Regions from separate parts of the Mus musculus genome. Here regions 2, 3, 4 and 5 are each linked to region 1. Evidence: chromatin contacts called from public HiChIP or PLAC-seq data. All regions are on one chromosome and are shown on one strand. The core of a region is the stretch at or near the end of the contact, and the rest is flanking DNA. Distances in the headings are between cores, read along the strand shown. Region 1 has its middle 79 kb from the start of Gm24120. Region 2 has its middle 75 kb from the start of Gm23815. Region 3 has its middle 130 kb from the start of Gm35209. Region 4 overlaps Gm29683 (predicted gene, 29683). Region 5 overlaps Gm29683 (predicted gene, 29683).

Region 1 (2,874 bases), core at 141-2,640:
TTGATATCCCAACTTCTGCTCCAGCCATTTCCTCTCTCTTTTGGGATTCTCTGAATCTGGGCTGTCTGGAGGATGGCATTGTGACCACCCCAGGTACGGGTGAGTTTTGGTTTGTTTTCCTTTGCCAATTCTAGAACAACATTGCTACTTCTAGAATTATTCTTTTCAAAGCTCAAAGCTTCATAATCCTAAAGATATACCCATTGAGTTAATTGTATTTTATATTATTTTTTCTTCAAGTTACAAAGACCCTTCAATAAGCTTTCTGAAACACAGAAAGTGCCATTTTCTTGTAAGCATACCCTATGTAATGTTACTCTGGGACTTCCTAAACTTTATCTTTGTGCTTAGGTAAAAAAGTAGGGGACTTCTAAGTACTACTGAGAGAACAGTGTACTGTTAGAAATCTTCCTACTATGAAAGTTTTTTTTACAAAACCATGTTTTTCTGTAGATGATGAAGTTGTCTAAGGGTTCCATATTGCTTCCATAATTGTATGGATGCTTTCGACTTCCTAAGATGGCTTAGTTCTGGTTAAAAACAGAAAACCCATGTGAAAGAAACACAGTACCTCAGTGGGGAAGATGAAAGAAAAGGAATCTGAGCATGCTCCATCCAGGCTCAGTGGCCTTCCTAACACTGACAATGCGCATTTTTCCAAGAGCAGCAGAGTTGAGAAAGGGAGATGCATACCTCACTAAACACCCAGGACACCAGCTTTGTATCCCCTATGGTGTTCTTTCTGAAGCTCCAGTGTAGTGAAGGAGAAAGACTGACAGTGACAGAGCTCCTGAGGATTGACAATACACATTGGAATTAAGAGGCCTCTCTATTGGCTCTCAGGGGAGTGTAAGTCTTTGGCAGAGAACAAAATCTTTAAGTATAAACCAACATTCCACATCAAAAACAATGTCAGCCCCATTATATGTCTTCTCAAGCAGGGCACTTGTATTTAGTCTCTGCTACATGAATTTAGATATGAAAATAACCTCTCAGCTTGTTTGCTATTTATTGATCAATAAACAATATTCCTAGATATAATTATGGTTTAGATAATTATTCTCCAAGTAGAAGGTGCTCTCATTGCCCATTTCCATCTCAGTGTTATTCACTGCTTCTCCAAATATATCATATCAAGTCTGATCTCTTTTTTTTACGATGGAAGGTCAAGCTGGGTGGGCCTAAGGAGTCCTGTACACATTTGTTAAAAGAAACTCTCAGAGAGAACAATGCTAAGAAATGACTGAAGTGCTGGCCAACTCATATCTCAAAGATGGAGAATAAACCACCAAATTCTTATGAAATCATGGCAAGACTTCCAGCATGTCTGTGTGAAGTAGAGCTTGTTCTTTTGTGGTCATGCAAATGGAGTGAGTCAGAGGTCAGATGCATGGCATGCCATCCAGTGTGTCTCCAAATGTACTGCTTGTCCTCTGGATGTGGCATGGGTGGATGCATGGCTCAGACACCCCACCCAGGACTCTGATTATCTCCTGTTCTTACATGAGTCTATAGGTTGAAGTGACTTGTTTTTATATGTTCTTTCATCATCTCAAAGTAAGGCTGAGAGATTTGTTTACTTTGATTATTCTGTTTAGCTGGATTTCACAGGCATTCCATTCAAATTTCTTTATGAGATGAGATCTGGGATGCTTAGTTTTAGAAATTCTTATGTGAATAAGACATGACTCAGTACAATAGTCAGTTTGTGAAAGTGACCCATAACTTGACCTGGTAATAAGTAAGGCATCCGTTGTTTTTTGGAACTTGAAAAAAAATTAAATAGAGAGGGAAAGAATGAGAATCTGCTGGTAGGAAAGAGAAGGTAGATTGGAGAAGGAAGGGGAAGGGAAGAGAAGGGAAGAAGAAAGCTGGCAAGCAAGCAAGAAGGGGAAAAAAAAGCAAGGAAGTGGGAAGGAGAATTTAAAAAAAAGAAAAGAAGGGACAAAATAAAGAAAGAGAGAAAAAGAGCAAGGAAAGAAAATGGAAATGTGTTGTTTTGGTGAGATGGCGTGGCTTACCTAGAGTCTGGAATTCTCTGCTTCCAGGCTTTGGTCTTATAGGTTTAAAGTTCAGTACTACACAATATTGGCAGCTACAGAGCCAAGGCCATTATAGACTTAACAATTCCTAGTGGGTCATGGCTTAAAGCAAATGGAGGAAGATATGGACGTTACATACACAAGTCATCAGTATTTTTCACATGGCCTTATTCTTCCTTCTGAAATAGCCTTATACAGGCACCAGCCTTTAGGTAAGGAAAAATGGCTCTAAGAAGCAGGATCATGGTATCAATGAACTCCTGGACCACTTTGCTCCAATCTTCTGACGTGAGCACCATAGGTTTATTGCTTAGAGATGAACAACAAGGACATCGGAAGCCTCAGTGTCATTGTGAGCTGCTGCACCCAGATTCAAGAAAGTGGCACTGGGTAGATAGAGGCTCATCTGCACGTGCCACAGTACATACACCACAGTTAAACTCTCTGTGCACTCACCCACATTTGGTATCATAGACTGAGACCCCCATTAAACAGTAGAGCACAGCTCTGAATCGTATACTGCTTCTGATTAGACCTAGTATAAACCTGATGTGTTTGGAGTGACTCTTGCAATCTCTAAATAATGCATCTCCAATTCATCCCACAGTTGTGCTTGAGAACAATGGCTAAAAATGGTAAGGAGAATCAGGCAAGATTCAGGCAACCTGGAGAACTATACTGCTGGCAGCATACTGGCAACCTGACCCATTAATTCCTTGGCCCCCAATTTCTCCTATTTGCTCTAAATCGTAATGTCCCTCCCATTTTCTGATCATTAAGATAAGGAAACATCGTGTCCATCGTCCAGTGCTTGCACTAGTCCAGGGATGCT
Region 2 (2,874 bases), core at 124-2,623, 460 kb after region 1:
TGAAGATGACAAAGTGATTCCTGTTGCTTCACATGGAGACGTGGAAAAGGGTGTTGAATATTAGTCATGTACTTTGGTCTCTGTGTTATCTCTATTGAAGCGTAAGTTCTATATGTAAGGTACCCTATTTCCAAACCTACTTTAGTATATGAAATTATTATGAATTTCTGTTTGTCAGTTGTCTCTTTGGGGGGGTATCATTCATAATCGCTTCCTTTCTGAGCTGCAGAAAGTGACAAGTGTCTGTACTTAAAACATGCTTTTCCACAGTGCACACATGCATCTTTCTATGTCACGTTTATTTTAACCATTGAACCCAATACAAAAATCTTTTCCTGTTTTTCTGCTCCAGGGAAAACCTACTTGTTGGTTGTGGTCCCATTTAAACCTTGGGTCACTTACTTCATCCTCCCAAACTAACTGTATTTCCATCATGGCAAATAGTTCTATCTCCTCTTAGTCACTTTACCCTCTGAACCCTGGAGCCAGCATGTTATATTGCATTTTGATAACAAATGACCATCCTTGAATCCTCTTTAATCATTACTCATAGGATAGAGTCTATTCTGGCCAAGTTTGCTTTCTAATGAAACATTACTTAGACTCTATTTGGGCTACTGGCACTTGTTCAATGAACATTCATTGAGCTCTTCATCAGAAGGTATCAGAGATAAATCTGTGACATCTCTTCCTCCAAAATATATACATATAAAGAAACGGTAAGACTTAGATGTTGTGTTCATGAGTGAGGGCTACAAGAAATATATGAACTGTATACTTGCAAGTTGCCAGGAAATTCCTGTTCAATTTTTATTTGATATGCTACTAAGTGCTGACAAAACTTATGTCCCTTTGGATTCTCTCTCTCTTGCTCTCTCTCTCTCTCTCTCTCTCTCTCTCTCTCTCTCTCTCTCTCTCTCTGTGTGTGTGTGTGTGTGTGTGTGTGTGTGTGTGTGTGTGTGCCTATGTGGCTGTGATTAGGTGGGGCATGTATTTTTTAGACAGGGTTGCTCAGTGGTGTGAATCTTGCCTCTGAGAAAGAAAATCAGTAGGCTAGTTTTCTCTGGCCCACAAGCTTCAGAAATCTTCTGGCTTCTGCCTTGCAGCACTGGAATTATAAGTATGTGGCACCCAGGTACTGGGCAACAGAACACACAACCCCTTTGGGGCAATGGAAACACTTGATTAACTGTTCTATTATCCCAGCCTTATATTTCTTTTTTAATTTTATAATCACACTGAGTTTCGGGAAAAAGTTGAACCGACTCTGATTTCAAAACCTTTGTTCTTCCCACGCTGGTACATCACCCATGAGTCAGTGAATAAAGAGACACTGAAGCCTACCACCCATGAGTCACTCTGTGAAGAGGCTTTGAAACCCACCATGGGCGTACCAGAAGTCACTACAAAGCACAGAGTCCTCCCTGTGATGCTGCCCCTAATGGGCTCTGCCAGGTTATGTGTGCAGCTTGGCTGCCCACTTCAGGCAGAAAATAAACAGTACCTTAGAGTTCTAAATGATGCCGTCCTAGCAACTACCAGATTAAAAATCCATGGCACAGTCTTCTCTTTCTCCTGTAACTGCATGGATGTCACCAGAACAGAAACCACATGTCGCCAGCCAACATGTACTGGCAGAACTTAGTCTTTGCTTCATTAACTAATGTCCTCATGTTCTACATGAGTCATTTGAAACATCTTCAGGACCCCAAATCTCAATGTGCAAAATGAATCTGGAAAATATTTAGTGGAGAATAACAATACGTTTTTAGCCCAGAGTCACGAAAGTAAATCCCAATGTTTACTCTGGGAGTCTCCTTCAAATTATATAGGTTCTTCAGAAAGATATATTTTAGTATGTCTTTTGTGGGATCAAACGCGTTTTGTGGATGAAATTCAGCAATCCCTGGGAAGGGTGGTAGGCATCAGCAGGGAGAGGGTTAACCAAATGTGCCCCCAGAGCTATCCAGAATTTTCAACTAAGAGGTTGTTCAGTCTGCTGTGAACCCCAATTAAAAATAAAACCCCTAGCTGGGCAAGCCCACCCCATCCTTAGGATAAACAAGATTTGATTCACTGCAATCACACTGTACTAACAGTGTTGTAGAGTAATACAGTATATATGCCTCCTCTGGGGAGGCACAAAAGAGGCGGCTTCATTATCATCTAGCCAGAAGGATGGGGCATAGTTAACACCTTTCTGGGTGGGCTGAAATTAATGACCCTCCCCCCCCACACTATTGCCTACCTCCAAGCCCCTTTATAAATGACTATACAACACAGTAGTTGGTATTCAGATCACAAGAGAGGGCATTTAGCCAAAGCATTTGTCTACAGGGTTTGATCTCTTTTTAATTTTATTCAGATTTACAACTGTGTTATTCTGTGAGATAACTGGACCCTGTCTTTCGTCGACCAGAGCCTTCCCTACTCAAATCTGAACATCTGAAGTTAATACTAATTTTCGAGATTGGATGCAATGTTTTTTCCCTAAGTGTTTTTGCAGGCAGTTTTCCCATAGCTACAGTGAACCCGGGCTCTGCCAGGCCGTGTGTGCAGCTTGCCTGCCCACTTCAAGCAGAAAGAGTGGGCTTTGGGGACAAAAAACACTGGACTTGTAAATGTGTCACAGAAGGTTTAAAATTCGCAGATGGTCAAATGCATGGGGAATTCAGCTCTCTTTGGACAAGGAGAGAAGTATGCCATGGCTAATAAAGATGCTTGAACTTAAAGTTGCATTTTCTTCTTTACATGTATGTAGATGCCCATGTATGTACAAACATTTAAATAAACACATTTTATATATTTCTATATGTAACTATGTATGTAGTATTTGATAGCGCTTTCTCCTTAACTTATGGATTCCACCATTCA
Region 3 (2,874 bases), core at 130-2,629, 370 kb after region 1:
ATAATTTTCAGTCTGGGTCAGGGCTAACAAGTCTTTGTTTCATTCCTGTGAAACTATACCTACAACCTAGCTAGTGAATACTTAAACAAAAACAAGAGTTCTTACATGAGCTATTTTATAAACGTGTATAGGAGTGAAATAAGAATCTCTGAACCATTATTTCTCTAGAGCTGAGAAATAATAATGGACTTATCTCACCAACATCCATCTAGGTTAGTCATAGAAAACAACAACTTTGAACACTAGATATTTGCATTCCGAGAGCTTACAACAGTACTGATTGTATTATGTATCTTTGCATTCTTTTGTTAGCTTAGTTGGTACTTTTGTGTAAGAACTTTGGGAACATGGTGACCATTGTTTCAAATGTTGATGCCCACTGTGGACTCATTTTGCCATAATAAGTCAACTAGTCCTACTAACTCTTCTTTGTTCTGTAAAAAATAGAATACTTACTAGGTTCCATTGAGAGTTAAGTAAGTTTGTTTTGTTTTGTTTTGTTTTAATTTAATAAAAAATCTTATTCAACAATCTTTTTCGTTTTTTTTTTTCCTTGAAGTACAAGTAGTGGCTACCCTTAGTTTCACATAGGATTATGGCCTCTCTTTATTTTTGGATTTATAGCTAACAAACTTGTACACAGCCACAATCTCACTTACTTAGTCAAGGTAGAAGCAGGTTTAAGAAAAGAGTCATAGACTTGACTCAGTGAATGAGTGATGGGTTAACATGTCCTTATATAATAGGAAATACTACTGCTATCATTTTTGAAACATCACTAGAAAAAAGTCATCACTAGAAAACAATGGTTATGGTTTCTCTTCAGAAGGTTGATGACAAACACCTATGGTTTCTATGGCAGTGGAATCAGTAACCAGAGTTCTAGCTCATCCAATAGGCACTAAGAAGATTCAAATTATTTTTTCTCTCAGCTATTCCTTCTCTTATGATAAAGCAAATGAAAAAATTTTTTTTCTCATCATTCATAGTTAATACCTTTGTAAACACTGATTTTAGCTTTTTGCTAGCTTCTCCATGGTATAACTGCAACACCAGGGTTGACTACTTTAGTGCACATAAAAATATTCTTAAGCAATTTCTTCAGCTAAAATATTAGTTTTGAATCTTTGGGATATATGACAATTCAAAGATCTTTTGGTATACAATTTTTAATTTTTTCCTTTCAAGCAATTGTATATTATGCTTAGTTTCAAATGAACTTTTCAGAATTCAAAGGAGCATTTGTCTCATTCATTCATACCATCTCAAAACCACCAGCATCAGGAAATAATATCCACGTCAGTCTGTCTTAGTCAGACCTCTCCATTGCTAGCAGTAATTGGCAAAGTGAGTTGTTCAAACATTGTAGAGATCCTTGCAAATATGCTGGGCTGCTTGCAGAATATCTGAGACAGCCATTGAATCAAGCTCAAAAAAATGTTCAGAACAAATTACAACAGTGCTTTGTCATCTCCATGAAACAAATGCTATGAGGAAACTGTAACAATTTCTGCTGAGTCACTGTAGCCATTGACAACAAGCATCCTGGTTACCTTTATCAGCATTTGTCTAAGGAAAAAAAACAAAAACATATGCCACTGCCACTGTAGCCACAGTAGAGTCTCTGTATTACTATCTGTTGAACAGAGCATTAGATCAATACATTTCATTTGTCTGGTTTAGACTGTATGAGAAGTTGGTAAACAAACAAGTGTTGTCTCCACAGGCTTAGATAACACAAATTTTGTCTTTTGCTCAAATTTCACAATAGGACATTTTCTAGATCAACAGATATCACTGATAGTCTAATAGGAAAAACAAAACAAAACAAATATAGAGCCCAGACAGTGGCTCCTAATAAGTTGTTTGCTCTGAGTTACTGTATGTTACGTGAGAACAGTGTAGCTGTCCAAATGAACTAGGTAGTAGCATAGTAGCAAACATTTTAACTGAAACCAATAATTTGTCATTCAGTATGAATAGTTATGCTAATAGCTAATAGGCTTTTTTTTTGTTCTATGTTACCTATTCCCTGAAGTATTTAAATATTATGGGGATATCATATCCAAAAATAAACACACCAATAATTAATCAGTTGAGCACTGTCTGTTAAAGACTTACATTTTCTTAGCAGTTTCAAGAAGGAAGAAAAAAGTAACCTTGTCTGGGCTGGAAGGATGGGAAATGGATCTGAAAGTCGGAGTAACAACCACACATGTGCCCTCCTTAGGAGCAAACTCCAGCTCCATAATCCTGTACAAGACAATCTTTTTCATCTTGTAAGAGTCAAGACAAAGGCCTATTCAATGAGTTAAGGTCTCATGTAATAATCTCTTTCTTGGAGGGAAGACTTAAATATTACTACCCTGAATCCTTACATGTACTGTAGAGACGAAATCATGAGTATGTAATGACCACAATAAATACCTCTCAGAAGGGCAAAAACAATGGTGGCAAACACAATCTTGAATTTTGCTGGGAAGACACCTTACAGTGGTATATTGAGAACAGCAGCCTCCAACCCCAATCTATCTCCTGTTTTCATGGAATTCTGTGCACTATAATTCCACAACTGAGTTTCTTCCATTTCTATTCTCTTTAAGAGGATTTTGGGGTACCTGGCCTTTATGTAGGCTCACCAACCTTCTTGGCTCACTTCTAACTCAGGAATAATTGATATTAAAGATTCTATTCTGCTTAAAATATTCCTCTTTTTGTTTAACTGGATACTTTGTTTTGAAACAATTTTAGACACTCTTATGGCCGTAAGAAATACAAAGACATATCAAGTATCTTTCATCCAATCTCCATTTATAGTCAAGTACTGAAACTATAATAAAATGTAATCTATTAGCAAGACAGATGACAGTCATA
Region 4 (2,874 bases), core at 263-2,762, 290 kb before region 1:
ATAGATTTGGCTTAAGGTAGTGTGTCCAGGCCAGGCAGATGACAGGCCTTAGGAATTCGGGGAGGCTATAGTCACTCAAAGTTCTGAATGTCACATTATAGAGGGAGAGCAGGCTCTGTTTCACAGTCTGTCAGGGGTTTGGAAGACTCCATGAATGTTACCTTTTGAAAATACTCCCCCACCCCCGTTCTCTCTCTCTCTCTCTCTCTCTCTCTCTCTCTCTCTCAATTTTCTCGGCCCAAGAGGAAGCTTCATGCTCTCTATGACACAGACTGGTCTCCACAAGGAGAGAGGATCCGAGCCCTATAGGTAGGAAATGACAGGTGTCTGCAGGTTTGAGGTGAAGGTTGCTGGCGCTGCTCTTGTACCAGCCAGAAGATCAAAAAACGACTTCTGAAAAGGGCAGAACGGGGTGGTATTTTAAAGTTTACACTGAGCTTGTAGAGACAATCAGTTCTCAACCACTTCCTTTTCAGTCACAGAAAGGCCTGGAGTGCTGGGATAGGGTTTGAGAGAGAAACGAGCTTAAGGAACCGGGCAATCTTGCCAGAGACTTCTGCCCCTACCACTTTTCACACCTGCGCTGCCCAGTTTCCAGTTCAACCCTGAGCCAGAGAGGCTGCCTAAGCCTCTGGCCTCTGGGTCTGCCTGTTTTGTCCCTTCCAAATGCTTCTAGCAGGCACAGATGCTCTCACGGTCGCGTCCCTCTGGTGCATCTTGGAGAAACACTGGCAAACAGTGCTTTTCTGAGGAGCAGAAGGGCTGCTTAAGCGCCAGCAACAGGTCCATGCTGAGATTCCTCTGTCCTTCACCGGCCCCTCCTTCCACCCTCGCTACTGGGGTCCGCGGGGTAAAGGGGGGGATCTACTTCCCCCTTCCTCCTGGGTCACCCACAACAACCCAGGAAGGCAAACATCAGGTTTGCACTGTTTCTTTGGATAAACGCCTGGCTAAATGCTTCTAATAATGAATGGCCTTTCGCTGGACACTCGCTTGAACCGAAGAGAGGACCTCACTGGAGAACACCAAAAAGAAAATAACTAGAAAGTGGAAAGGAACACGGCCGGCGGCGGCCTCTAGGATCCAGACAAAGACATCTGAGTCTGTCCCTTTGCAGTCGCCCATCTCTCCTTCCTGCCTAGAGATCTGATTTGGTCCTACTGCGGCTCCCTAAGAGCCTTTAGATCCGACGTCCCTTCACTGGGGACCTTGAGCTGAGATCCCAGGGCTGGAAGGCTCCGATTCTAGCCGGAGCTGGAACCTGGTGGCCTCAACACTTGCGGGATGCTGCTACTGGGCCACAGTCCCTGCCTTGCCCACAGGAACCTAAACATCCCCGCGTCCTAGGTTAAGGTGGTTAGGGCGAGGGGGTAGGCTCCTGGACCAGCCAGGTCGAAGCGATGAAACAGCAACTTCTTCTTCTTCTTTTTTTCCCCCTGGCAGGGAGGAGGGAAATTCGTCGGAGGAGGTCGGTGGAGACTCCTCCTTCGCTCCGCCCGGAGGCAGCCAGAGCTCCGCTAGCGGTGCGTCTCCGCCCGCCCGAGCGTTTCCATAAATCAGGCCGCTGGCAGGCTGCTAATTAGCTCCGGCCGAAAAGAATGAGAGTTCTGTAGCACACGGTGGGTTGGGAGTGGGGGCCCAGTAGGTGGGAGATCAGAATTCCCCAGGATTAACGGGGGGACTCCTTGGGGGCATCTCCGCGCTCCCTGCCCGAGCCACCTCCGATCACCTCCTGCCAGCAAAGGCCCGCAAGTTCGGGCCTCCAGATCCCGCGCCTCCCGCACTGCGCGCACCTCTGCAGTCGACCTGGCCCGCCCACCCACGCCGAGGCCCCCTCTCCCACTCGCTGAGCATGCCTGGCGTTAATTAACTCCCCCTTCACCCGGTGCAGTATCGGAAGACTTTCAAAACTCGTCCCAAAGTGTTTCCTTCTCAAGCCTGAAGGCAGCGTTTGGAACGACCCGCAGAAAAGGGGGGCGGGGTGTGGATCTGGGGGAAGGGTTGGTTGCACCGGGATTTGAGATAACAAGACTTCCCCAGCGATTGTGTGGGTAGAGGGATGGGCTGTTGTAACCTCATCCCCTCTCCCCTAGTGAAAAGGCAAGACGGTCAGGGAAGATTAAAAATAACATTAAAGTTGGATTATTGATTTCCATGTAAATTGCCAGCCGAGAGAGCTACTTCTGTTTATTTTCTCTTTTCCTCCCCCACGCTTCTCTAAGCCCTCTGGGCTCTGCGCCCTCGGAGCCATTCCCACCCTCCTTAGGGACGAGACTCCTAGATGACATCACCAAGGAGAACGGCGGCCTCCCCGCCCCTGGCCTCAAGACCCCTGAGCAGAGATTGACAGGTGTCTCTAGCAAAGACAATGCCTTCCAGGTGTCAGTATTCCCGTTCCACCCCTCCCACTCCGCCCTCTTTGCTCCTTTCCCTTAACAACTCTCCTACCCACCCACTCTTCCTCCACGAGGCTTGTTCCTACCCCACCCCCACCCCCAACTCCTTGCTCTTTGCATCTGGGCACTAAGCTTCAGGTCCTGAGACTTAGGCAGGGAGCCGACGCCGAGGGGCCCGGATGGCGCTGGTGTTGTTTGTGCCCGAGGGGGAGGCCAATCCGAGATGCCAAAGGCTCGAGTGAGGGTCCAGGAGGTGGCAGGGCCCAAAGCGGGTAAAGGGTAACCGAGTGAGCATTTTCAAGGAGCCAGCTCAGTCTCTAGATTTCTGTCTTGACGTTATTCTCTACCCTCCACCCGCGATCTCTCCTCTTCTCTTCTCTCTCTCTCTCTCTCTCTCTCTCTCTCTCTCTCTCTCTCTCTCTCTCACACACACACACACACACACACACACACACACACACACACACTATAACAGACG
Region 5 (2,874 bases), core at 152-2,651, 270 kb before region 1:
GAGAGTGTACTTACTCCTAAATCTAATGATTAGTTAATGTGGAAATCATTAAACCAAGTTCTTTTGATGTAGCTTTAGACTAGAACCTCAAAGAGCATGTTTAAAAATCAGGAACTAAGCTGGGGAGGTGGTTCAGTTGCTGGAGTTTCCCCTCCAGGTTGCAAGGAACTCTGAGTTCCATCCCCAGGGCTGCACAAAACAGTCAAGGGAGTACAGACCTCTTAATGCCTTTGGAGGTGGAGGCTGAGGTGGGGGAGCAGAAGGCCAGCCTTTCTACAGAGTGAGGTTGAAGGGAGCTTGGGCCGCATGTGATCCTGTCTCAATGAACTCAGGATTAAATGAACTATCTTCATCTGTTTCCTCCTTCCTCAGCAAGGACCTAAAACTCACAAGGCAGCCAATGAAGGCTGGCCATGAGCAGTAGAGGCTGCTGTGCCTGGGACCTGGCAAAGCTGACCCCACAGGCTTGCAGGAGTTCACCAAGGCACCTACAAGTGTTCAGCATCAACACTCACATCTTCGAGATGCCAAAGAGAACACTTTCCAGATGCATGATGCTTTTGTTTCCAGTACTGGGAGTTCAGCTCGATGCCTTGTGCACACTAGGCAAGAGTTCTACCATAAAGGTTATGTGCGTCCCTAGTCTTTGGTTTTATGCTGTAGCAAGGGCTGGGCTTGAATGAGCACCTTGCCCTGATACACCCCAAGGCTGTAATAACCACGCCTGGCTCAGACACTTAACACTTTTAATACCAGCTCTCAACAATAACAACAATAACAAAACCAACGTCTTTCTTCCCTTTCTGTTCCCTTTTTGGTGTGATTTGTTTATTATTTAATTGTTTTATTTTGGGGTAGTCAAACACATACAAATAAAATCATAGGTAATTTGAGATCCCCACATCCCACTGAGTCATTCTTTTCACAGTCAGAGGGATTTAGAGGTTGTGCTCATATTTCTTCTGCCTTTTACCCTATTGGTTCAGAACATTAATTTCAAGCTCCTTTTGTACTGGAGGTAAAAGCCCCACTCCTGCAGTTTCCAGTAGGAAACTTCTGTTGGAAAATGCCTCTGCAGGGTCAGGCTGAGATGTGCCTGGCTGAGGTCTGACTCACTGTCCACAAGGAATGCAGTGTGAGCCACACCCTCCTCCCAAAGCTAAATCTAAATCCTGCAGCCATTCACCTTCACACTTTCAGAGGCTTATCTCTTGATGGGATTATCCATTTTGGTTGAAACTTTGGTGCATTTTCTTTTTGGTTTGGCCTAACAAAGAGGTATTGAAACATACATGCTGTCTTTTTGTAAATGTAGGAATATATTCTCTTACTCTGGCATGGTGGCACTGGTTTGTCATCCTAACTCTGAGAAGGCCACGACAGCAGATTGAAGGCTTGCCTGGAATACCCAGTGGGGCCCTGGTGAAGGGTAGAAATGGGTGGATCCCAGGAGGAGCTCATTGGACAGATACCCCAGCCAGCTCTAGGGTTTAGGGAGAGACCCTGTCTCTAAAAAAAAGTGGAGAACAATTGAAGAAGTCATCTGGCCTCAACCTTCACATCCATGTGAACACATGTGCACAGACCACAGAAACATGTATATAAAAACACACATACATTTTTTTAAAATGGAGAGAAAGAATGAAAAAGAAAAAAAATAGTGGCCTGGAGAGATGACTCAGTGGTTAAGAGCACTGGCTGCTCTTCCAGAGGTCCTGAGTTCAATTCCCAGCAACCACATGGTGTCTCACAACCATCTGTAATGGGATCTGATGCTCTCTTCTAGTGTATCTGAAGACAGCTACAGTGTAGTCACATAAATAAAATAAATAAACCTTTAAAAAAAAAGAAAAAAAGCATATAATCTAAAACTTGGTCAGGGGGAATCATTATTAGGTCCTGGGTTCTCATGCAGACTTTGGTTTCAATTTTTTAATATATATTTTAATTTAACCTATTGATTTTTAATGGCCTGCAGCTATTCAACATCTTTTTTCTTAGCTCAGCAATTCAATTCAAAGCTCAGGAAACAGATGACGGGTGTCAAGTTATGAAGTAGTCATAGCTCAGTCACATCCATACAGTGGTAAATACATAGTCTGCATGCGAAGTGAGAAGTGCCATTCATTTATACCCTCATGCTTAGCAAAATAGAAGACATGGACTTTTGGAGCAATGCTTTTTATTCAAGGAAGATTATAATGCCTAGACATTTTAAAGAAGTTTCAGAGGAGAATTTAAAAATATTTTTAACTGATGTTCTTTTTATTAAACTACAATACTATAGATAATTTCGTGAGCACAAGGCTTCAGACAATAGGGACATTCTTTGATGTTTGAAGACGTTCATCTTGGCTGATGAGATGGCTCATTGGGTAAAGGCATGTGCCAAGCTTGGTTACTTGAGTTTGAACTTCAGATCTCACAAGACCTAAGAGTGACCCCACAGGAGTACCCTAGCTCTCACTGCATCACCACCAACAGATAAATGTTCAAAGGAGGAGCTACCTCTCTCTCTCTCTCTCTCTCTCTCTCTCTCTCTCTCTCTCTCTGTGTGTGTGTGTGTGTGTGTGTGTGTGTGTGTGTGTGTTTTGTAACTCCCTCTATAGGTCAGGCTGGCTATGAACTCACAGAGCTTTACCTGGCTCTGCCTCGATAGTGCTGGTATTAAAGGAGTGCACCACCACTGTCCTGCTGGAAGCTAATCTTCTATGCTGAGGGGTTGTTATATCATTGGTTATGTTGTTTGCCAGGGCATTTTACAGGACAGCAAATTTGGCTGTCCAGCTAACCTTCTGGACTTTCCCTGTGTAGGTCATTGTGATTGCTGGACAGAGACATCCTGTTTACCCACATACTAACACATTCTCCAGC

Evidence for each region. HiChIP or PLAC-seq counts read pairs in DNA pulled down with a chosen protein or histone mark.
Region 2: a CTCF HiChIP or PLAC-seq map of the NIH/3T3 cell line shows a contact between it and region 1, with 21 read pairs. The contact joins two enhancer-like sites. A contact is called at or near these places in 1 of 15 datasets of contacts at CTCF or cohesin (the NIH/3T3 cell line), 1 of 115 datasets of contacts at active chromatin or transcription factors (the NIH/3T3 cell line) and 1 of 9 other capture datasets (embryonic stem cells).
Region 3: an H3K27ac HiChIP or PLAC-seq map of the NIH/3T3 cell line shows a contact between it and region 1, with 2.9 times the contacts expected there. The contact joins two enhancer-like sites. A contact is called at or near these places in 1 of 15 datasets of contacts at CTCF or cohesin (the NIH/3T3 cell line) and 1 of 115 datasets of contacts at active chromatin or transcription factors (the NIH/3T3 cell line).
Region 4: a CTCF HiChIP or PLAC-seq map of the NIH/3T3 cell line shows a contact between it and region 1, with 16 read pairs. The contact joins two enhancer-like sites. A contact is called at or near these places in 1 of 15 datasets of contacts at CTCF or cohesin (the NIH/3T3 cell line), 8 of 484 Hi-C or Micro-C datasets (adipose-derived mesenchymal stem cells, embryonic fibroblasts, reprogramming fibroblasts and 1 more) and 6 of 115 datasets of contacts at active chromatin or transcription factors (the NIH/3T3 cell line, embryonic fibroblasts, embryonic midbrain and 3 more).
Region 5: a contact with region 1 is called in an H3K27ac HiChIP or PLAC-seq map of the NIH/3T3 cell line, with 4 times the contacts expected there. The contact joins two enhancer-like sites. A contact is called at or near these places in 1 of 15 datasets of contacts at CTCF or cohesin (the NIH/3T3 cell line), 1 of 484 Hi-C or Micro-C datasets (the C2C12 cell line) and 1 of 115 datasets of contacts at active chromatin or transcription factors (the NIH/3T3 cell line).

Annotation. Positions count from the first base shown.
Region 1 is chr7:70,035,692-70,038,565 of GRCm38.p6, reverse strand. No RefSeq gene overlaps it. Among named protein-coding and RNA genes, the nearest start is that of Gm24120, 79 kb to the right of the region's middle. Within about 2 kb of position 1,390, at least 43 of the 459 cell types and tissues checked have an H3K27ac peak or open chromatin away from gene starts, as enhancers often do. A contact at or near this core is called in the C2C12 cell line, the NIH/3T3 cell line, adipose-derived mesenchymal stem cells and 2 more, where this site is marked.
Region 2 is chr7:69,572,505-69,575,378 of GRCm38.p6, reverse strand. No RefSeq gene overlaps it. Among named protein-coding and RNA genes, the nearest start is that of Gm23815, 75 kb to the right of the region's middle. Within about 2 kb of position 1,373, at least 15 of the 459 cell types and tissues checked have an H3K27ac peak or open chromatin away from gene starts, as enhancers often do. A contact at or near this core is called in the NIH/3T3 cell line, where this site is marked.
Region 3 is chr7:69,668,951-69,671,824 of GRCm38.p6, reverse strand. No RefSeq gene overlaps it. Among named protein-coding and RNA genes, the nearest start is that of Gm35209, 130 kb to the left of the region's middle. Within about 2 kb of position 1,379, at least 5 of the 459 cell types and tissues checked have an H3K27ac peak or open chromatin away from gene starts, as enhancers often do. A contact at or near this core is called in the NIH/3T3 cell line, where this site is marked.
Region 4 is chr7:70,330,534-70,333,407 of GRCm38.p6, reverse strand. All of the region lies in intron 1 of Gm29683 (predicted gene, 29683), which reads left to right. Among named protein-coding and RNA genes, the nearest start is that of Gm29683, 5.9 kb to the left of the region's middle. Within about 2 kb of position 1,512, at least 109 of the 459 cell types and tissues checked have an H3K27ac peak or open chromatin away from gene starts, as enhancers often do. A contact at or near this core is called in the NIH/3T3 cell line, adipose-derived mesenchymal stem cells, embryonic fibroblasts and 1 more, where this site is marked.
Region 5 is chr7:70,302,853-70,305,726 of GRCm38.p6, reverse strand. The region is part of intron 1 of Gm29683 (predicted gene, 29683); the gene reads left to right. Among named protein-coding and RNA genes, the nearest start is that of Gm29683, 34 kb to the left of the region's middle. Within about 2 kb of position 1,401, at least 44 of the 459 cell types and tissues checked have an H3K27ac peak or open chromatin away from gene starts, as enhancers often do. A contact at or near this core is called in the C2C12 cell line and the NIH/3T3 cell line, where this site is marked.